2 separate regions of the Mus musculus genome follow, and region 2 is linked to region 1. The links are chromatin contacts, called in public Hi-C maps. All regions are on one chromosome and are shown on one strand. Each heading gives the region's core, a stretch centred on a gene start, on an enhancer-like site or on the middle of the called end of the contact. The rest is flanking DNA. Distances are from core to core; before and after follow the strand shown.

Region 1 (4,533 bases), core at 748-3,247:
TTCAGTCTCCTGTCTCCAGGGAGGTCAGGCCAGTTGTGGCATGAGACACAACTGAAGACAAGAGAGAATAGGGCACCCACATAGCTGCTCAGTGGTGACATTTGTCTTCTTCTTTCTTCCTTAGGATTCTGTCCTTCAACAACCTCACGCGGCTGGATGAGGAGAGTCTAGCGGAGTTGAGCAGCCTCAGTATCCTGCGCCTCAGTCACAACGCCATCAGTCACATTGCTGAAGGCGCCTTCAAGGGACTCAAGAGTCTGCGGGTCTTGTAAGAATTGTGCTTTTGAGGGTGACAGCATGAAGGGGGTCCCCAGATGGGAGAGCACACAGCAAAGCACTTGCTTTGTTGAGATTCCCTCTTGCTGGCTTGTAGTCAGAATTGGGCTGTAAGCTGGTCTGCAACAGGAACAAGGACTAGAACCAAAAATAACTGCTGAACAGTTAAATCCTTCCTTTACTGAGCAGAAAAATCCTTCCTTTCCCACAGTGGTGCCTATTGCAGGATGAGGACTCTTGAAAAATCACTGTTATCAATAGTTCTCAGTACACTTGGCCGGATGGGATGGGTGGGTCTGGAAAAGCATTTCTACATAGGGTATCTGCAGCAACATTCACACAGTCCTGCATGTCTCTGCTCCATTCTTTTGGTTGTGACCTCTCATTTATTTCTCTTTTAGAGAGGGTATGGTAGTGGTTTTGTTCATTTGCTTTTAAAGACTGGGTTCTCTGGCTCAGGTTAGCCTCAAGCTCATATATTGAGGCTGGCCTTGAACTTGTGGCCATCCTCTTGCATCAAGGGCTAGGATTACAGGTATGTGAGCCTCCAGGCCTGGATGTACGTTTTGAGAATTTTTTCCTAAGGTTTCTATGGATCAAACCCAAAGCTTTATGTGTAATAGGCAAATTCTCTTCTACTGAGCCACACCCCCAGTCCTGTCTTCCGTTCTTAAATCCTATGTATTGTTTTCTGTAACTCAGTACCATGGCTACTTTTCTGCTCTTTCTTTGAAGCTCTTTAGTGGACCTGGTATCCAAGATAGAAGTGAGGGTCCTGTGTCCTTGTCCTCATTCAGGAGTGGTGTAAGAAAGAGAAAGTGAGAATACCATGTCCTTTGAAGGGTCAGATGGGTGAGGCTGCTAGAAGCTGCTGAGGGTGCTTTTCTGGGACTTTTCATAGAACTTTTTTCACTTGTAAACGCTAGGCTGTCTCCTAGCAGCCTTCAGTCTAAAACCCCCCAGAAGGGCACACAGTCTTCCACAGATAGTGGTAGCAGTTCCACAGCTTTCTTCTGCAGCCTGGTCTGCTGGGGGAGCAAGCCTGTCGTTGTGCCTGGAGGGAGGCCTCTGCACTTGCACCAGGCAGAGTGGGCTTCAGGTTTGAGTCAGGGATGGGGAGCTAGTGCCAAGCAAGCTATCCGAGCCCAGGTCAGTCTGTGAGCCCTTCCGAGGCCCGGACAGAAAGGCCAGAAACATTCAAGCTGAGCAGGCCAGAAAGAGAGGACTAATTTGGCAGGCAAGGCCCAGAGCAGGAAGACAGGCACACAGAACCGCAGTCTCTGCTGTACTCAGTCTAAAGATGACAGGGTGGGACTCGTTGAGAGCAGAGGTCCCTTCCAGCAGCACATTCTCTTTTAGCTTCATGCTGGAAAGTGAAGGTCAGAGCAAGCATTGTGTACTTTCGTCCCAGCTCCACTCCCAGCTGGCAATGACTTTCCAGCGTCTTCCCAGAGCCAAGAGCTGCATCCCTTTCTGTCCTTGGCCATATCTGCAGGGACTCGTGCAGGGGATGTGCAGGGACCAGGGCTCTGTGAAAAATTGGAAAGAGTGAATGTGAGAGTAGGGGTCTGGCTGCCAGGTGCGTGTGGCTGGGCAGCGTGACCTGCCCTTGGAAGCTCAGGGAGGAAGCTGAAGCACTGACCATATCCAGACAGCCTGGGGCCGAGTAGTTGGCCTCCTTTTTCCTGTCCTGGCAAGTGGGTCACAAGATTGACTCAGCACCCAGATGTGTGCTCTGGCTCAGTATCCAGTGCTACATAAGCCTCACGAGGAGCAGGGTGCAGGCCCTAGGCTTCCAGGCCGGCCTGGAGGAACATCAGGGCCCAGCTCCTTCGCCGCCACCTCTTCCTTCCACGTGCCTTCCAGTGTCCTGGTTGAACCCGAGAGAGGACTGTGGCTAAGAGTAGACAGAAATGGTTAGGAATCTTTTGGGTTAGAGGTCTGCTTCAGAGAGGTGTGTGCAAGCCTGGCTTCTTCTTGTGCTGTCTCTACTATTTCCCTCCCTGAGGCCAGCCAGATTGGTTGGTGGGCGGGCTGGCTTTGTTGGAAGCAGCAGAAGCAAGGTCATGCTGATAGTACACAAAAAAGAACAACAGGACGTTCTCAGGGCCATACTTCTCCTGGCAATGCATGCTGCTGGGCCCCCTGGGGTGCACCTGGATGCTTTGCGGCTCCTAGTGAAAGCCTGGGTGTGGGGCTGGTCTCCCTTCATGGTGGAGAACAAAGGCAGAGCTTAAGATAGTGGGTGAACTTGCCTTCTGTTTCCTTCTTAGGGACCTGGACCATAACGAGATCTCGGGTACAATCGAGGATACCAGTGGTGCCTTTACGGGGCTTGACAACCTCAGCAAGCTGTGAGTATTTCAGACTGGGAGTGTGCGGTTCCGCAAGCTCTGGGATGCAGGGGTGCCACTCATGCAGCTCCCCTGAGTCTCCTGTGTCCTGGGACCACAGAGGACAGCAGCAGGCCTTCTGCTGTGTGCAGAGAAGAGGCTGAGGGCTACAGTGAGGAATCCGCAGTGGCTCACAGGCCACTCTCACAGTCTTCATACTGTCAGTGTGTGGTGGTCCTTAGGGCTGCTGGGCTTGGTCCTGTTTACAGCCCATCTGAAAGCACCTATATGTTCTGTCCTCTGCACAGAGGGGTGTTGCTGCCTTCTTTAGTTTCTAGAGATGTGTGAAGTACCTTTCAGTAGTATTGAGGCTCTTGTCAGTCTTTTTGTTGCTAATTATAATCACAAGTAGAAGCAGCCATCACCAAGAGCACTAGTCATAGCTACTTTGAATTCAGTTTGGAGAGTCTTTGTCCTGCCCTCCTAGAATTCGTCCACTGCTGTAGTAGGTACATGTCTGTGTGCAGGCTCCATTATGCAGCCTTTAGAGCTCCAGAGACAAGTGAAGGGAACTAGCCCAGGACCTGGCAGGTGGCAGGTTCGGATTTGTACCCCTGGATATGGTATACTTGTTCTCTTGCCCAAGTTGCAGAATGCTCTGCAGTTCTGCTGCTGGGGGCCTGTCCATGCCAGCTTGTGAGGGAGGGGGCATTTCTGGACCTCACAGAAGAACTTCAAGAGAACCTCGAGCGACCTGTGTAGAAGCAGCCCCCGCCCGACCCCTGTCCACCTCTGACATTGATCAGGAGGGGAAGAGGGTGTTCTGTGTAGGGCACACGTAAAGGGGGATAGGTAGAGTACACAGAAGTGGGACCCTGGCTTCCTGTCAGGATGGGCACTCCACATTGTGAGGAAGGCTTGTCCATGCCATGGCTCCTTCCAAGGCCGTGAATACAAAGCCGACCATGACACGTTCCGCACTCTGTACACCCATGGTGCCTTTGTGCTTGCTTTAGCAAGCACTGAAATGGCTTTTGGGAGCCTACGCTGGGCTGGCCAGATGTGTAAGAGGTGACATCTGAGATCACTGCCTGTCTGAGTCCTTAGCAGGGAGGTCAGGCTAGCCACCTCTTCCCTGGAGCACCCTTCCAGTCCAGGGAGGCACCGATGTGTGCTGAGAGGAGGTCAGGGCCTGTTTGAGCCTATCAGTGGTATGATTGGCACTGTGTAATTGAGAATTTGAGAATTTGTTTTATTGCTGTTGTCACCATTAGAAGTAACAGCCTGCCCTCACTGTAAGAGGTCAACGTGACTAATATTTAATGGATGAAACAAGGCACAGCTTTTCCTAGATCTGGTTTACAGGAGATTTCACTAAACAGCTCAGCTTGTTTTTACTAGGCCCCGGAGCACATGGTACCCTGCTTGTGGGATCTGAGTAAGTGCAGGAGCTGGCAGACTCGCAGGCACTGGGGTTCAGTGCCCCGTGAGCTGTTATTTGCTGCTAGTTTTGTGGCTAAGGAGCCAAAGTGAACATGGCCACTGGGCTTCTGGCATTTGGTTTATTTTAGAATTCCAGATTGCGAGTTGTGGAAGTCTTTTCAGGATGAGATTGTTTTCTTGTCCACCCAGATTGCCTGTGAGAGAGAGGGGAGATAGAAGGGCCATTGGCTGTTTGCCCTAAGTCAGGAAACAGTAGGTTTTGTCTAAGGCTGAACTGACCACAGGGGCCCCTGGGGCCAGAATCTGTAATGAAACAGGACTTAGGAGGCCTCATGGTGTGCTCTGGCAGGGCCCTTGGGGGCAGGTGGATCCGCCACCTCTGTCTGTGTTCTTTGCATTGTAGGAGGCTGTTCTGGGATGCGGGGCCGTGCTCCTGCAGGCCAGCCTGTTTCTGCCCCGTGTCCCTTCAGAGCCTTGACAG
Region 2 (4,533 bases), core at 1,446-3,945, 300 kb before region 1:
TGTGTCCATGCCAAGATGGAGGCTCTCGCTTGTGAGGTTTATCTTCAACAGCTAACCTTCAAACATTCTTTAGGTCTGTGTTAGAAAGCAGAAAAAGCAGCCAGGACGTAATGGTTAGGGAGTCTGATCTTCGGATGATAATTTCATTGACGGACTGTTTATTCAAGAGCCTCAATCTGCCTGGTCTCTTGAACACAGATACAGAAGGAATCCCCTCTGCTGGCATTCTCCAATCAGTCATTTAATTGAACGGACGACTTATTAGTAAATTACTGAAGGTTCTTCTATGGCATGAATTGTGTCTTGTAGACTAATAGTTTTCAACCTGGAATAATTCTTGCCTCCCACCCCCAGGAGGTAATTGTGGTTGATACCACTGAGGAGAGGAAATAGTGCTGCCCAATCTACTGAGGACAGGCCAGAGATGCATCACTGCACCCTGAGATGCTCAGAGCAGCTCCACAGCAGAAAATTGATACAGTGGCCCCATATATTAACAGTGGCTAAGAGTTGAAGAGCCCCGGTTTAAGACATCTGTCTCAGACATATGATAGATACTATTTTCTTTAGGAACAGATATCAAATTTTGATGATAGCTAGCTAACCTGGAGTCTTGTTAGCCATTTAGTAGCTGTCCTAGTTTTCTTGTATTGGTTTGATAAGGATTAGGACCAAAATCAACTCTGGAGGACAGGCTTTATCGGGTTCAGATGCCGCAGGTGACAGGCCATCAAGATGAGAAGTCAGGGAGGGAACATGGAAGCTGGAACTGATGCAGGGGCCACGGAGGACTGCTTCTTACGTGACTGGCTCAACCTGCTTTCTTATAAAACCCAGAACCATCTGCCCAGTGATAGCACTGCCCCCAGAGAGCTGGGCTTTCCAACATCAATCAAGAAAATACCCCCAAAGACTTGTCTTCAAGCCAATATCATGGAAGCATTTTCTCAGATGAGGCAGCTCCTTTCAGGATGACCCTAGTTTGTGTCAACTTGACAAAAAACAAAAACAAAAACAAAAACAAAAACAAAACAAAACAAAAAAAACGAACCAGCACAGTAGCCAAAGGATAAAGTGAACTCTTTTCTTTTTTCTTTTTCTTTTCTTTTCTTTTCTTTTCTTTTCTTTTCTTTTCTTTTCTCTTCTCTTCTCTTCTTTTTTTTCTTTTCTTTTCTTCCTTCCTTCCTTCCTTCCTTTCTTTTTTTTTTTTTTTTTTTTTTTTTTGCCTATCTGATAAAGTTCCTGGTAAGGAATCAAGAACCCAGAGCATAGGAAGTATATGGAGTTTGGGGGGCGGAGGGGGGGGAGGGGGGTGTTACCCATCTCAAACATGGATTCTGAGAGTGTTGACAGAGAGTGTTGCCGTTTCAATGATGAAAATATGTATCCAGAAGCAGTGTGGAAACGAACCTAGCAACACATTAAAAACAGGACCACTGATGTTATCGCTCTCCACAGTCACTGCCTGACTCCAGACAATCCTGCTATCGTCCCACGTCTGGTCTAGTCTGCTAGAACCGGGTGTACTGCTGTGAGAAACCAGAGAAAAGCACCAGAACCTGGCTCCTGTGGTACCCGTATCTCTGCACACTCCAGCACCATGAGAACTGGAGGGAAATGAGTGGTTTGCCGATATTGAGATTCTGGGCTTAAAACTCTGGTTTGTTTTTTTTTTGAGGTGCTGGGGTAGTACCTTCCATGGGTGACATGTTTGCCTTCCAAGCATGAGGACATGGATTTGATGCCCCAGAACCCATCAAAACCCATCCAGGCATGGTAGCAAGTTCTTGGAATATTAGCACCGTGGCTTGCTGGCCAGCCTATCCTACCTGACCAATTTCTAAGCCTATGAGAGACACCATCTCAATAAAACAAGGTGGACAGTGCCTAAAGGATGACAGGCAAGGTTGCCATTTGGCCTTGACATGCAGGGGTGCACATGCATCTACACACAGGAACACACACACACACACACACACAAACAAGAGGAATTGGAGGGGAAACCTCGAAGCATCAAGAACAAATGTGCTCCTGACACGTGTAACAAGATGGATAGAGTTCTCAGATACTGTAGGGAGCAAGTGATACCAGACATGACAGTACCTTGTATGTAAACCCAGCTTTCACAACCCTGGCATTATTAGTGGCATTTAGAAGCAGGTACTTGCTTGTTTGGGAGGTGGTCCTGTGTATTGCGGGATATTCCCCTGCATCCTTAGCCTTGCCAAATGCCAGAAGCACCCACTCCCCATTTGTTGCAGTCAGCAGTATTTCCAAGTATTGCCAAATGCCTGGGAGCAAATGAAGAAACAAGACATGATTGAATCTCCTGATACAAATGAGTGGGAAGAGTAAAGAGGTACCAGGAAACGGACCCAGTGGGGACTCTGGGGCAACAGGAATCGAACCCAGGGAAGGTTCTGGGGTACCAGGAAGCATACCTAGCAGAGTATTCTGAGGTACCAGGAAGCAGACCCAGGGGGGGCACTATGGGGTGCCTGGTGCGTCCTAATTTTGTGTGTTCACTTTGTCAGATGTTCATCAAGTCAAATCTTATGGTTTTCACAGATGCCCATTTATACGTAAACTTTTAACTTTTTATTTCGCCCACTGTGGAACAACCAAACTCCTCCCAAACAAAGCATACCATGTTTCACTTTCAAGGACCGCAGATATTATCAAATGTGTGAAAACAAGTTTATGGAAGCAAAAAGAGAGCAGACATTTGGGTGAAAAGGAAGTGACACAAGAGGGTTTGGGGTGGGTAGTCTGAGAAAAGTGCAAAGTTCGAGGGCTTGAAAATAACCTTTAAAAATCTCAGATTTCACAAAACAACCCTCGTCCTTGATCTTCAGCCATCTTTTTGCCTCTGTCTTTCTTTTTCCTCCATTTACAGCTGCAGCTGTTTCTTTGTGTTCCAACTCACTTGGGGGAGGGGGAGAGGGAGGGAGGGGCCCTCCAGCCTATCACCACACCCAGCCCATGTGCATAAAATTGGTTTAGGAAGAAACGACAGAGAAAAGAAACTTCAACAGTTAATTGAGCAAGGCATCTGGAGGTGGTGGAGTAGTGCCTAGAACATCCCAGCACTCTCTTGAACTCTCTACTTCTTGGTATTTGTTGCTATTTTAGAAAGGTAAGATTTCACCAAAAAATATAGGGCAGCTGACTGTGTAGTTTCTGAGCTTGGTTTTAGAGGCAGAGAACTAATGGAAAATAAGTGTGTCCTACAGAGTCCTAGGCCACCACGTCCTCTCGCCACCCCTGTACTTGGCACGCAGCCTATAAGGTGGGGTTTCACCCAGCTTTACAGTTTGCATTGTTGAGATTATCATGAAAGGGTTCCGCTGGCCACATTTTCCTTCCTTGTTATGGGAACTGTCAAGTTCTCCGCTGATATTCTCCTACTGGTTTCCACAGTGACTCATTGCCATGGGAGGCAAAAGAAACTAAAAAAGAAAAAAACAAAAAACAAAAAACTTTGCAATGTCTGTATCCTGTAACTTTGTCAGGTCCCCAAATCCCATGACAATAACCTCTAAGAACCTTGTCATGTCCTTTTCTTGGGCAAGAATTTTGCTTTGACTCATATTGTTTTAAATAAATAGGCTTGTGACTAGAGCGTGGAGATATTTTTACCCTTTAATTATTGTATTAATAACGTGGCCATTTTGTTTTAAACTATCTGACATCTAAATCCTGTTATTTTATATCTGTCAAGATGCTGTTGGTTTGGTTTGGTTTGGTTTGGTTTGGTTTGGTTTGGTTTGGTTTGGTTTGGTTTGGTTTGGTTTGGTTTTTAGAGACAGGGTTTCTCTGTGTAGCCCTGGCTATCCCAGAACTCACTCTGTCTGATCAGACTGGCCTCAAATTCAGAGATCCACCTGCCTCCCAAGTGCTGGGATTAAAGGCTTGTGCCACACTACCATGGACTGTCTGGTGCTTTTTTTTCTTTTTCTTTTTCTTTTTTTTTTTTTAATTCTGTGATTTGCTCCACTTTCTCATACTTAATTTTATCCATTTGTATAGTAAGTTCTGTAACTCAGTTCCTAACCCAAGACATCAGCCAAATCAAGGATTCAAGGAAGCCATGTACGTTAGTTACCTTTCTCATGGCCGACACCAAATCCCTGACAAAAAGCAACTGAAGAGAGGAAGGACTTATTCCCACTCACAGTTCTAGGGATCCAGTCCTTTATAGAGGGGAGGACAAAGCAGCAGGAGGGCGAGGCAGCACAGCTAGGAACTGCATGTGAGTCCTCCGAGCTCTTTCCATGGGATTCCTCCTCAGGCTTTAGCTGTGTTTCTGGAAACCAGCCATCACAGGTCACAGCATCCTTGCTCTCTCTGAGCTTTCTCTGGTCTTCTGTTCTCTTGGGGCACAAAGCTTATGAGACACAGGAGAGCTGGGCAGTGGTGGCACATGCCTCTAATCCCAGCACATGGGAGACAGAGGCAGGCAGATTTCTGAGTTCGAGGTCAGCCTGGTCTACAGAGAGAGTTCCAGGACAGCCAGGGCTACACAGAGAAACC

What was found. A called contact is a pair of places that touch in the nucleus more often than the background predicts.
Region 2: a contact with region 1 is called in a Hi-C map of uterus, with 2.8 times the contacts expected there. The contact joins two enhancer-like sites. A contact is called at or near these places in 5 of 484 Hi-C or Micro-C datasets (the C2C12 cell line, muscle stem cells, nephron progenitors and 2 more), 4 of 115 datasets of contacts at active chromatin or transcription factors (the NIH/3T3 cell line, SST interneurons, embryonic stem cells and 1 more) and 1 of 9 other capture datasets (embryonic stem cells).

What each region holds. Positions count from the first base shown.
Region 1 is chr6:94,618,350-94,622,882 of GRCm38.p6, reverse strand. It overlaps Lrig1 (leucine-rich repeats and immunoglobulin-like domains 1), which reads left to right. Exons shown (of 19, transcript NM_008377.2): 8 at 125-268; 9 at 2,550-2,630. Among named protein-coding and RNA genes, the nearest start is that of Mir7041, 14 kb to the right of the region's middle. Within about 2 kb of position 1,997, at least 40 of the 459 cell types and tissues checked have an H3K27ac peak or open chromatin away from gene starts, as enhancers often do. A contact at or near this core is called in muscle stem cells and uterus, where this site is marked.
Region 2 is chr6:94,914,828-94,919,360 of GRCm38.p6, reverse strand. No RefSeq gene overlaps it. Among named protein-coding and RNA genes, the nearest start is that of 4930511E03Rik, 27 kb to the left of the region's middle. Within about 2 kb of position 2,695, at least 36 of the 459 cell types and tissues checked have an H3K27ac peak or open chromatin away from gene starts, as enhancers often do. A contact at or near this core is called in muscle stem cells and uterus, where this site is marked.